Regions from separate parts of the Mus musculus genome. Here region 1 is linked to region 2. A link is a contact called in public Hi-C data. All regions are on one chromosome and are shown on one strand. The core of a region is the stretch at or near the end of the contact, and the rest is flanking DNA. Distances in the headings are between cores, read along the strand shown.

Region 1 (5,317 bases), core at 1,734-4,233, 94 kb before region 2:
GAATTTCAGGTCCCGACTGTTCTTTAAGCCTACAAAAGAATTGAGTCGAAGTGAATTTCTGAAGAATATCCTTGTCCTTACTGCTGTTTCACAGGTGGACAAATAACATTTCCTGGACAGCCAACTGCTTTTTCCCCTGTATCTACACAGGATCTGTTTACTCTATGTGTCTCTTGACATGTGTGAATTGCAGTATAAATAATTTGCTACTGGTAATCGGCACAGATCATGAAAATTGCAAGGCAGGGGGTGACTCATTCAATTTTTATTGAATTATTGATTCTAAATTATTCATCCTCCCCAGCCTTTGCTCCCCTTTCCTGTGTATGCAAAAGACATACTTCTGGGCTTCCAATAGCTTCTTTGTCTTGACCAATGGGGCTTTCTTTGGTCAGTAGGGTGTGCTTTGAATGAATATGTGCCTGAGTGACTTCAATTAGGTCTGCCTTACCACTGACGGTCTCTACCAAAGCACAAAGCCTCCTCCCTCAGCTCCAGCTCCTGGAAGATGACATGGGTCACTGAACTAATCCCTAACAGAGGAGTTGAGCTTATCAGTCACAGCTGACCTATCTATGGTCAGCTCATGAGATGAATAGATGTTTTTTGTGTCTTTTAAATATTGTTGCTTGAGATCTTATTTTATTTATTTTACATGTATGGGTGTTTTGCCTGCATGCGTGTCTGGGCATCATCTGCGTGCAGTGCCCGAGGAAGGCAAAAGAGGGACCAGATCACCTGGAACTGGAGGTTGTTGGCTGATTGGGTTGGGTCTGGGAACTGAACCCAGATCTTCTGGAAAGGCAACCAGTGAGCCATCTCTGCAGTCCCTACACCTTTGTTTTTAATGTTTTCCAGCCACTTCTATTTTTCTAATGTTTAAAAGGCTTTAAATGTGGTAAAAATGTATACACATAAAAATCTATCATCTTATCAATTTTTAAGCGTACAGCTTGGTGCAAAATGCATTTATCTTGTGCACCCATCGCCACCGAATTTTCTTATCATTTCATCCTGTGACACGGAAATTCTGTATGCATTGAACAGAAACTTCCTGTTTCTCCTCACCTCTAGCACCTTTGGGGCACCGTCTTCATCACGACGGCCTCTATCAATGTAACGGTTCTCACGCCGTGACTTACATAGCCGTTCTCTTCTTGTGATTGATTTGTCTAGTGCAATGTCCTCTAAGTTCCTTCATACTGTTGTATATTTGATGTAGAATCATACTGTGCTGTGTATCTACTGTGTTTTGTGTATGCTTTCACATGTAGGTTGTTTCCTCCTGTGAGTAACTCTCAGCAACATTGCTGTGAGCCTAGCTATGCAGAACTCACTTCAAGTCCCCGCTTCCGATTCCATCGAGAGATGGGATTGCCAGATCATATGGTAACTCTGTTCTTATGTTGGTGCTTTCTACAACAGCTCGTCTCCCACCAGCAAAGCTCACCACATCCTTACTGACCCATTATGTGTTTCTTTTATGAGTCATCTTGATGCCTGGGAGGTGCTATCTCAATGTGGTTTTGTACAAACGTTTGCTTTTTAAGCTACGGAGGACTTGGGACTTTTTGTTTGTTTGTTTTATGTTCTTTGCTGTTGTCGATGATATTTTGTTTTGTTTTGGTTGTTTTCTGTGACGAAGGCTGACAGAGTTGGAACACAAGTCTGGCTGATTCCAAAACCTGCAGAAACTACCAGAGAAAAAGGGTATTGCCTCTAGAATGTGTTATTTAATTAATTTGTGATATGGGGAAAAAGAAGAGAGGGGGAGAAGGGAAGTGGTGGGGGAAGGGGGACCGGGAAAGGGAGAAACGGGAGGGAGAGGGGGAGGCAGGGGGAGGGAGATCACATTGTTAAGATTGTTACTCCCTCATTCTCTTTATGGCCCTTCTTTTTATCTTTGTAAAAATCACATATTAAGTCAAATGTAGTGGTGCATGCTTGTAGTCCCAGCTCTTGGGGGTGCAGGTGGGGGAATCAGAAATTCAGGGACAGCCTGGGTTACATGACATCCCGTCTCAAAGAAACCAAAAATAAAGTGTATGAAGCACTTTCTACCCTCTAATATAGTAGGACAGTGGTTCTCAACTTTGCTAATGCTGGTGACCCTTTAATACAGTTACTCATGTTGTGGTGACCCCCCCAACCAGAAAATTATTTTCATTGCTACTTCATAAGTGTAATTTTGCTACTGTTATGTATCATAATATAAATCTCTGATATGCAGGATATCTGATATTTGACCCCACACACACAGGATAGAGAACAGCTGTACTTGGCATTAAGCTTTTTAATGTTTGCAGCATGTTTCTCCTAGCAAATTTTAAGATAGAAAACATTTTTCCACTATAATCCCTATTTATAAAATGTGAGAGATAAAAAGTATTCATAATAAATTATTTATCTATCTATCTATCTATCTATCTATCTATCTATCTATCTATCTATTTATTTTTGATACAAAGCATTTAAGTGAATACACGAGGGGGCACTACCTGGGGAAAGAGGGGAACCATCCAGGGAGGGGCCAGGAATATGGGTCATGTCATTGTGGGAGGGGAGTAATTAAGTACAAAGTACACTGACATGTATATTTTAAAATATCACAATGAAACTATGCATGTTATGAACTATGTATGCTAACCTAAGACGAATAGATATCAAAAGAAAAATTTTTTAAATTAAAAATGATCGAATGGGGCTGGTGAGATAGCTCAACGGGTAAGAGCACTGACTGCCCTTCTGAAGGTCCTGAGTTCAAATCCCAGCAACCACGTGGTGGCTCACAACCACCTGTAATGAAATCTAATGCCCTCTTCTGGTGTGCCTGAAGACAGCAACAGTGTATCTATAATAATACACAAATCTTTAAAAAAAAAAAAAAAAAAGACTGAATGAAATAAAAGACCATTTCTGGATGCTTGCTGTGGTATTTTAATAACGTGGCCAGTAGAGGTCAGAGCTGAGTTTTAAAACATTGTCGATGGCAAATCATTTCATATCTGTGTTTACACAAGAGTCTGTTCATTCTAGGTGTCTCTTGATCTGTATGGACTGGGCAGTCACAATTGGCATGGATCATGAAAGGCATTACCTGGCAACAGATACCTCAAATTGGCTTCCCCTCTATACATGACCTGGTCTTGGAACTCAAGTAGAAAAGAAAGAAAGAAGGAAGGAAGAAAGGAAGGAAGGAAGGAAGGAAGGAAGGAAGGAGATATAAATTTTATTTCTGTAAGCTGGACTAGAAATAGACTTTAAGGCTATCCACAATTGTATAAATTATTGCTCATAAATAAAAGTTATATTCAATAAAACAACCAGAGGAGGCAATAAGTAATTGTAAAGCTATTTACCTATCTTAGCAAACATTTCCTACCCAAGTTTGTGCATGTGTGACTCTGTGTGGATATAACAGACTTGGTGGTTAATATTGGTTGTTAGCTTGCCCAGATGTAGACTTACCTAGGAGACATACCTTTGGCCGTGTCTATGAGGGTGTTTGCAGAGAGCTTCAACTGAGATAGGTTAATCTGCTTGCAAACTGGGGGTACCATTCCATAGGCTCATGCCCAGGACTGAATAAAAAGGAGGGAGTGTGTAGGTCACCAGTGTCCATTGTGCCTTGCCTTGGGCTGTAACCATCTGTCTCAGGCTCCTGCCACTATGCCTACATGTCATGATAGACTGTATGTAACCTTGAGCCAAAATAAATCACTCCTTCCACGGGTTATTATTTGTTAGTTTGTTGTTATTGTTTATTAGTTTAGATTTTGTTTTTTGGTCTTGGTAATAAACAACAGTAGTTAATATATCTTGTTAACACTAGAATACTTCACTGACATTTTTCTCTTCCTTTTTACAACAACAGTAAAATAAATGGTGAACCGAGGGTCACAGCCCACGACTCTGTCTAGAGTGTGGCTTGTTCACACTGGCTTGGTAGCTTGTGACTAAATGTCATAATGTGTAACAATGGAAAAGGTGGGCCCTAAGAAGTAATGACAACGGATCAGAAACAGGTCCTGTTCTTTTGATTGCATGTTTGTTTGCATGATCAATGAGTTCAAGGGTAATTCTTTGAGAAATAAAAGGAAATTTGCTTTTGCTTATGGCTTCCCACATACAAGGTCCTGTGGTGTGTGTGTTTGCACACCATCTCACTCCTTGAAGTGAACAATGTTGCAACAGCGTGGATGGTAAGTTCATGGAAACTGACTGACTGTTGAATGACTGAGCAAGTGAAGCATTCTTAGGGAGGGGGATTTGGTTTTGCTTTGAAGACATTGATACATTGCAGTTTCTAGATAGAAATAAATCCAATTTAACTTCAAGATTTGAGTAAATTTATTCTCAATGATTATTATTATTGTTATTGTTATTGTTATTCAGATGTCCTTTTGGGGAGACATTAAAACATCTTCCCTACTGAGGAATACTGATTTGTGTGGAGAGGTAAATCAAGAGAATTGTTAATTCTGTATCTCTGGAAAGTGGTCTTTCCCTTCGACACACACAACAATTATAGAATTCCTCCTTTTCCCACTTCATGGCCATTTTTAACTTATCGGGAACGTTATCTGTGGTGCCCAGTCGTGCAGGAGGGATGCCACCACTGAGTGTCACGCAGGCTGTAGCTGGCACTGTGGATAAACGAAGCAGCCCAAGAATCGTAATAGCTTGCTTACTCCTGCTGTGCCTCAGTGGATGGTGGGGCCTCAAGCTAGGAGGACTTTTTGTATTGGAACGTTAGAGGTGTTGGGTTCAGCTTAGTGTTTCTTGCAAACCAGAGAACATAGATTTTGTTCAAGAAATGTAGTCGTTGCCAAGAAAATGTAAGGGTAGAGTCTTTTGTGAGGTGGCAGGAGAGAGAGAGAGAGAGAGAGAGAGAGAGAGAGAGAGAGAGAGAATGGGAGGGAGGGAGAGAGAGGGACTTACTCATCCATGCTTTCAGTGTGGAACAGACAGAGAAAGAGGGTGGGGAAAAATCATCCCTGTAGGGGGTTCCCGGGACAAGGAACGCTCAGAAGGATTGGGCTCTCTGTCTCTTTCTCTCTGTCTCTCTGTCTCTCTCTGTCTCTCTCTGTCTCTCTCTGTCTCTGTCTCTCTCTCTCTGCCCTACCGCTGCTTAGCACTTTAATCAGCTGTTGGACACATAATATATAAGTTGCAGTCATCACCCAGAATGAAAGGATGCCAACTGTACATGAACAAATTAGAGGTTCTTAGTCAAATCCAACAAATATACACTCGATAATGGCTTTGGCTAAAATATATTTTTATATATTTTTTTAGTGTGTTCACATTCGCCTGT
Region 2 (4,708 bases), core at 2,028-4,527:
ACTAAAGAATGCCTTCCCTACAAATAAAGATAAGTCTTCAGGCTGAAATCCCCTCCCACGGGGAGTAAACAGAGGTCACTAATCTTTTTTCATACTTTGGTAAAAGTAACAGCGCGATTATGAAAGCAACAGAAGAATACAGGGTGTGTGTGCTTAAAAAAAAAATCCCTCCAGGATCAGGCCAGACCCTGGGTGGGACTATCCTATCGGGTTCTCCATATTTCACGTTTTATAGACAGTCTTTTTCCTAAAGGATATACTTTCATTAGGCTATAAATGCTCCAGCAGATGAGAGAGGGAAAGGTGTGTGTGTGTGTGTGTGTGTGTGTGTGTGTGAGACAGAGAGAGAGAGAGAGAGAAAGAGAGAGAGAGAGAGAGAGAGAGAGAGAGAGAGATATCACCAGAGACAGGTGTGATGGTTAAGGAATGCTTGTAGTTTGAGCACTAGGTAGCAACTAGGTAGCATCCTGGTGCAGGGTGTGCCACCTCTCCTGGCAGAGGCCTCCCTTCCTAGTTTTCAGGTTCTCCTGAAATTCCCCAAGTCGTGTGTGTGTGTGTGTGTGTGTGTGTGTGTGTGTGTGTGTTCAAGTTTGTTAAATTGTTAAATTTTATTAGTTGTGTTCTTACTGTTGAAGACTTTTCAGTCCCAGTTACACCTGTATCAGTGAAGTAAAATATTTCAGAGCTGAAGGGACCTAAGTGGGTGTCCCCAACTATGAGTGTCCTTGTCTCCCATTCCTTTGTTTCAGCCTGTAGAAGCCTGAGTCTGTCACTGGAGAATCATCCAGCCTTCCATTGGAGGCCTCCACAGCACGGGTTCGCAGTTAGAGGTCGGTAGCAGTTTAAAAATTATTGTAAAACATCGCCTGGATGATATATAGTCTAGGTCAGATTAGCAATCATATCCGATGTTTAAAACACACCCTGAATTGTGACCCTGTTTCACTAGGGAATTGCACCCAATGGAGAAGAATTGGAGCAATAATTACTTTCTTCTTGGGAAAAAAAATATGTTTCTAAAGAAAGCGTTGGAATCAAGGACGAGTTAGGTAATGTGTATTAAAAAGGCCAGCAAGTCGCTGTCGTTGAAACCCAATCACAGTTCGTAGTTCAAGGCAAACTGCTTTTAATTGACATGGTGTATATTCGCCTGCTCCTCTCAGGGTTGCCCGGGCAGAGACGCCCCAAGAGTATTTATTTCTAGGGTGGAAACAAAACAACCACCCCCGTCTACCGCGTTAAGAGAGCGCTCCAAGATGGACTGCCGGAGAAAGGCTTTTTGACCCGGGTGGAAATTAGTCATATTGACAGACGCGCAGGAAAGGTAAATTACCCGGCGCGCTGACGCTATGCAGAAGCGCTCCGGGATCCGACTGCGCCGCGGCGCGGAGGGGGCCGGCTAGAGGCTCCCAGTTCTTTGCCCCAGATTTCCATCAAGGTTGTTAGCTTCTCTGGACCTGGGGTTTCAATGAGAAGGCGACTAAGCGAGCCCTAATAAGATGCCTGACAGGGGAAAGAAACAAAAATAAAGCAAACAGAAAGAGAGAAAAGATTTACCCTTTCTGAGCTGGGAGGTGAGCAAAGTACAGAGCCAAGAGAAAAAGCTAGCAAGGTCCGCAGAGGAAAGAAAGGGGGAGGAGGCTGCGAGGCACGGACTTCGAAGCTCTCGAGAGCCTAGGCCGCCACTTGGGAGGTCCCGGCCTCAGTCTGGCCAGGCCAACCACATCCCCGGGAGGATCGGAGCTAGGGCGGGTCACAATTACACCTCGGCTCCAGGCGAGGGCTTAAAACCCAAGTGGTGGGGACCGAAGTCTGGAAGCAAGGCCCCCGCGGTCATGGGGTGGGGGAGGCAGGCCCGTGCACAGGAACCTTTTTACAAGACATGTGGGTACAAGAAAACAAAATCAAAATAAACTCCTTTCATCCACCACGGCCAAAGAAAACAAAAGCTGTCTTGTAGAGGAGGTGAGCGGTCGTTTTGAAATTCAGCGTGTTTTGTTTTTATATAAAGAGTTTTTTCGATTTTTTTTAACCCGATAATCGAGGCTGGAATTGTCAGGGGAGGGGAGGAAGAACTTACATTGGCGGAGGTGAGTGGGGTTGGCATCATAGGTTTACCCCTAAGGTACTGCAGCCGTGCTTCTCAGCACAAGCTGGAGCACAAGCTGGAGACTGCTCGCACACCAGATGGCAGCAACATAGGCAGAGTCTGATGGTCCCATCTCATTTCTTTGCAAAAATTAGACTCGAGAAGGGGAACATTGGAAGGCATTTAAAGTGTGACATCTAGACTTGACCAAAGGCTCTAACTCGAAAGATAGTCACGGTGGCCACGGTGGCCACGGTGGTCACCGAGGAACCACTTTTTCCTCATGGCTGTAGGGTTGGGGCCTCCCCATCTATTTCGGGCTTGGATCCTGGGCTCAAAGGAAGGAAAGGATCAACTGCTTGGGCTTTGTTGTCAGGTTGTCGGGGTGAAGAAAGTGATGACCTTTCACGGGCAGCATCCCCACTCTGTAGAGGTGGCCGGTGGCTTCTCCGGACCTTCAGCGTGGCGTGTTATTTTTAGGTTTCTAGGCGCTCCGGAAAGACTCTTCTCCAGAGAGGTTGTGGGAGAAGGGGGCGGGGGTAATAGGGTGTTTAACAAGGCACACTACTTATTATTAAAGCAAAACAGAACAAAATGCACTCTCTAGATTCCTCTCCCGGGTTTCTGATGTTTGGTCTGCAAAAACCACGCCAAGATTCACTTTTAAGAAAACCTTGGGGGGAGGGTGGGTGGGGCCTAGAAACCGCTCTCTGCTGGGCTCGAATCCAGTGCTCTCAACCTTACTTTCCCCTTCTCTTCGGCCACTGCCCCTAGCCCAGAGCTGGCCAGAGTAGCTCTTCCGGAGAAGGACCGAAGGGCCGGGAAAAGGGAAGAATCTCCATCTCCGTTGCTTCTGCAGAGCAAAGGTTTGGAACATTTCTGAAACTACTTTTAAAGAACAGTTTGCAATAAGTTCCTATTTCTACAATACGATTTGCTGGGGGAGTATTGTGTAGAAACTTGGGCTTCCACCCGTCGTCCCCTCTCACCTTGAGGAGGCCTGGGTCCAGTCTGACCTCTCAGGTCGCTGTTCAAATCTCAGCAACGTGCTCTCTTCCTCTTCTTTAGGGTGCTTGGCTCCTGCAGACTCCCTCCCATTCTCTACCGGCACCGACCTCAACGGTAAGACTCAGCCTCCTTTTTTAGGACTCCACACTGCTTCTCCAAAGAACTAAGCTGGCTGGAGTCGAGACAAGGCGCCTTCAGTTTCTTCCTTTATCTCCCGCCCTCCCCGCCCCCAGCTTTTCCTCTCCAGAGTGTGTGACTCATTGGGTCCACCTTGAATTCCCCTAGCGACCCACTGCCTTAGCCCGCATCTCTCTACCCACAGGATTGCCTTGCTTTCCGGGTGCATGTGGGGGGACCTCAGTGCTGGTTCCACCACTTGGTGCCCTGAGCCTGGTAAACAGGGACACTCCCCCCCGCCCCCCCACTCACCGCATCTATGCTCTGAGTGGCCTTCAGGAGTCCAAGATGCACAAAGGAGAGACAGTGCAGAGAGAAGAGGAAGGGAGGGGATGGTGGTGGAGATAAACCCAGCATACACACACGCACACAAAACCAACTTTGGGATTGGACTGTTTCTATTTCAGACGACACGACCTGGATGAATGGAGTATCCGGAGAAGGTTTTTGAAGACGTTTAGGAGGAAGGGTGAGTTTTCTGTTGAGAAACTCAATCTGCCATACAGTAGCGGGCCCCATCTGGGATCTGTCACTGCTGACAGCACCACAGGGCACAGCCGTGATCTTCTGCACAGCCTGCACTCCTCGAAATACCCTCCTTAATCAAAGGATGTCTGCGCGCCGGCGCTCAGCTGACCGCGCCAAAGCAGAGAGGCCTAAGAGTTCCACCCCTCCCGCCCCCTCCCCAGGCTCACAACCTCCCCCAACCCTGTCTTTCCAGAGCATTAATTAAAAGCGGAAAAAAGACAGAGGCTGATGTCATTGCTCTCAGATCATAAACGTAAGAGTCATCCTGTGAGAATCCCTGAAAATGACTTTAATGAATAATTTCAGAGACAGTTATGGCTTTGGGTGATTACTGAGCGAGAATATGAAAACCAGATTTTCAAGGGAAGGCGATGGTCAGGCGGTCTGACCATCTCCACCCCCCATTAAAACCGCATTAGTTTCCCTTCCCAACTACTACTACAAACTTAGATTTTTGTTTCCAGGGTTTTTTCTTTAAAACTAAAGCCACAAGCAACAGAGACACAGACACAGACACACACAGACACACACACACACAGACACACAGACACAGACACACACACACACACACACACACACAGAGAGAGAGAGAGAGAGAGAGAGAGAGAGAGAGAGAGAGAGAGAGAGAGAGCATTTCTGTTTTATCCCAAAGACAAAAATGTCTGTGCCAAGCAACAATAACAATCTATCTTAAAAAGAAGGCCCCGGTGGATGACCATCATTCCTGTCTTTTCAGAAAGGAGGGTTTACCATCATCTTGGGTTAGAATACTATCTTTTCTGGCCTCCTCTAGGCAATACGTTTGATGAAGATTGAACACTCTGGCCTTGAGTAAGTGCATTGTTTGTTTTAAGTGACTTTTAACTGGCTGAGCAGCAAACATCATGGGAACAAATAATATGTTTC

The links. Hi-C and Micro-C count contacts between places; a contact is called where the count stands out from the background.
Region 1: a contact with region 2 is called in a Hi-C map of the N1E-115 cell line, with 33 times the contacts expected there. The contact joins the enhancer-like site here to the promoter of Hdnr in region 2. A contact is called at or near these places in 8 of 39 promoter capture datasets (cranial neural crest, embryonic stem cells, frontonasal cranial neural crest and 5 more), 1 of 15 datasets of contacts at CTCF or cohesin (CD8 T cells), 20 of 484 Hi-C or Micro-C datasets (B cells, the HL-1 cell line, LSK cells and 13 more), 8 of 115 datasets of contacts at active chromatin or transcription factors (CD8 T cells, the HL-1 cell line, cardiomyocytes and 4 more) and 1 of 9 other capture datasets (adipose tissue).

What each region holds. Positions count from the first base shown.
Region 1 is chr8:57,423,892-57,429,208 of GRCm38.p6, reverse strand. No RefSeq gene overlaps it. Among named protein-coding and RNA genes, the nearest start is that of Gm34099, 23 kb to the right of the region's middle. Within about 2 kb of position 2,983, at least 58 of the 459 cell types and tissues checked have an H3K27ac peak or open chromatin away from gene starts, as enhancers often do. A contact at or near this core is called in CD8 T cells, the N1E-115 cell line, Th1 cells and 2 more, where this site is marked.
Region 2 is chr8:57,331,004-57,335,711 of GRCm38.p6, reverse strand. It overlaps Hdnr (Hand2 downstream lncRNA), which reads right to left and starts at 3,277. Exons shown (of 3, transcript NR_131041.1): 1 at 3,079-3,277. Gm34030 (a long non-coding RNA gene) reads left to right here and starts at 572. Exons shown (of 4, transcript XR_378998.4): 1 at 572-1,324; 2 at 2,864-2,955; 3 at 3,158-3,211; 4 at 3,682-4,021. RefSeq lists an enhancer at 821-2,584.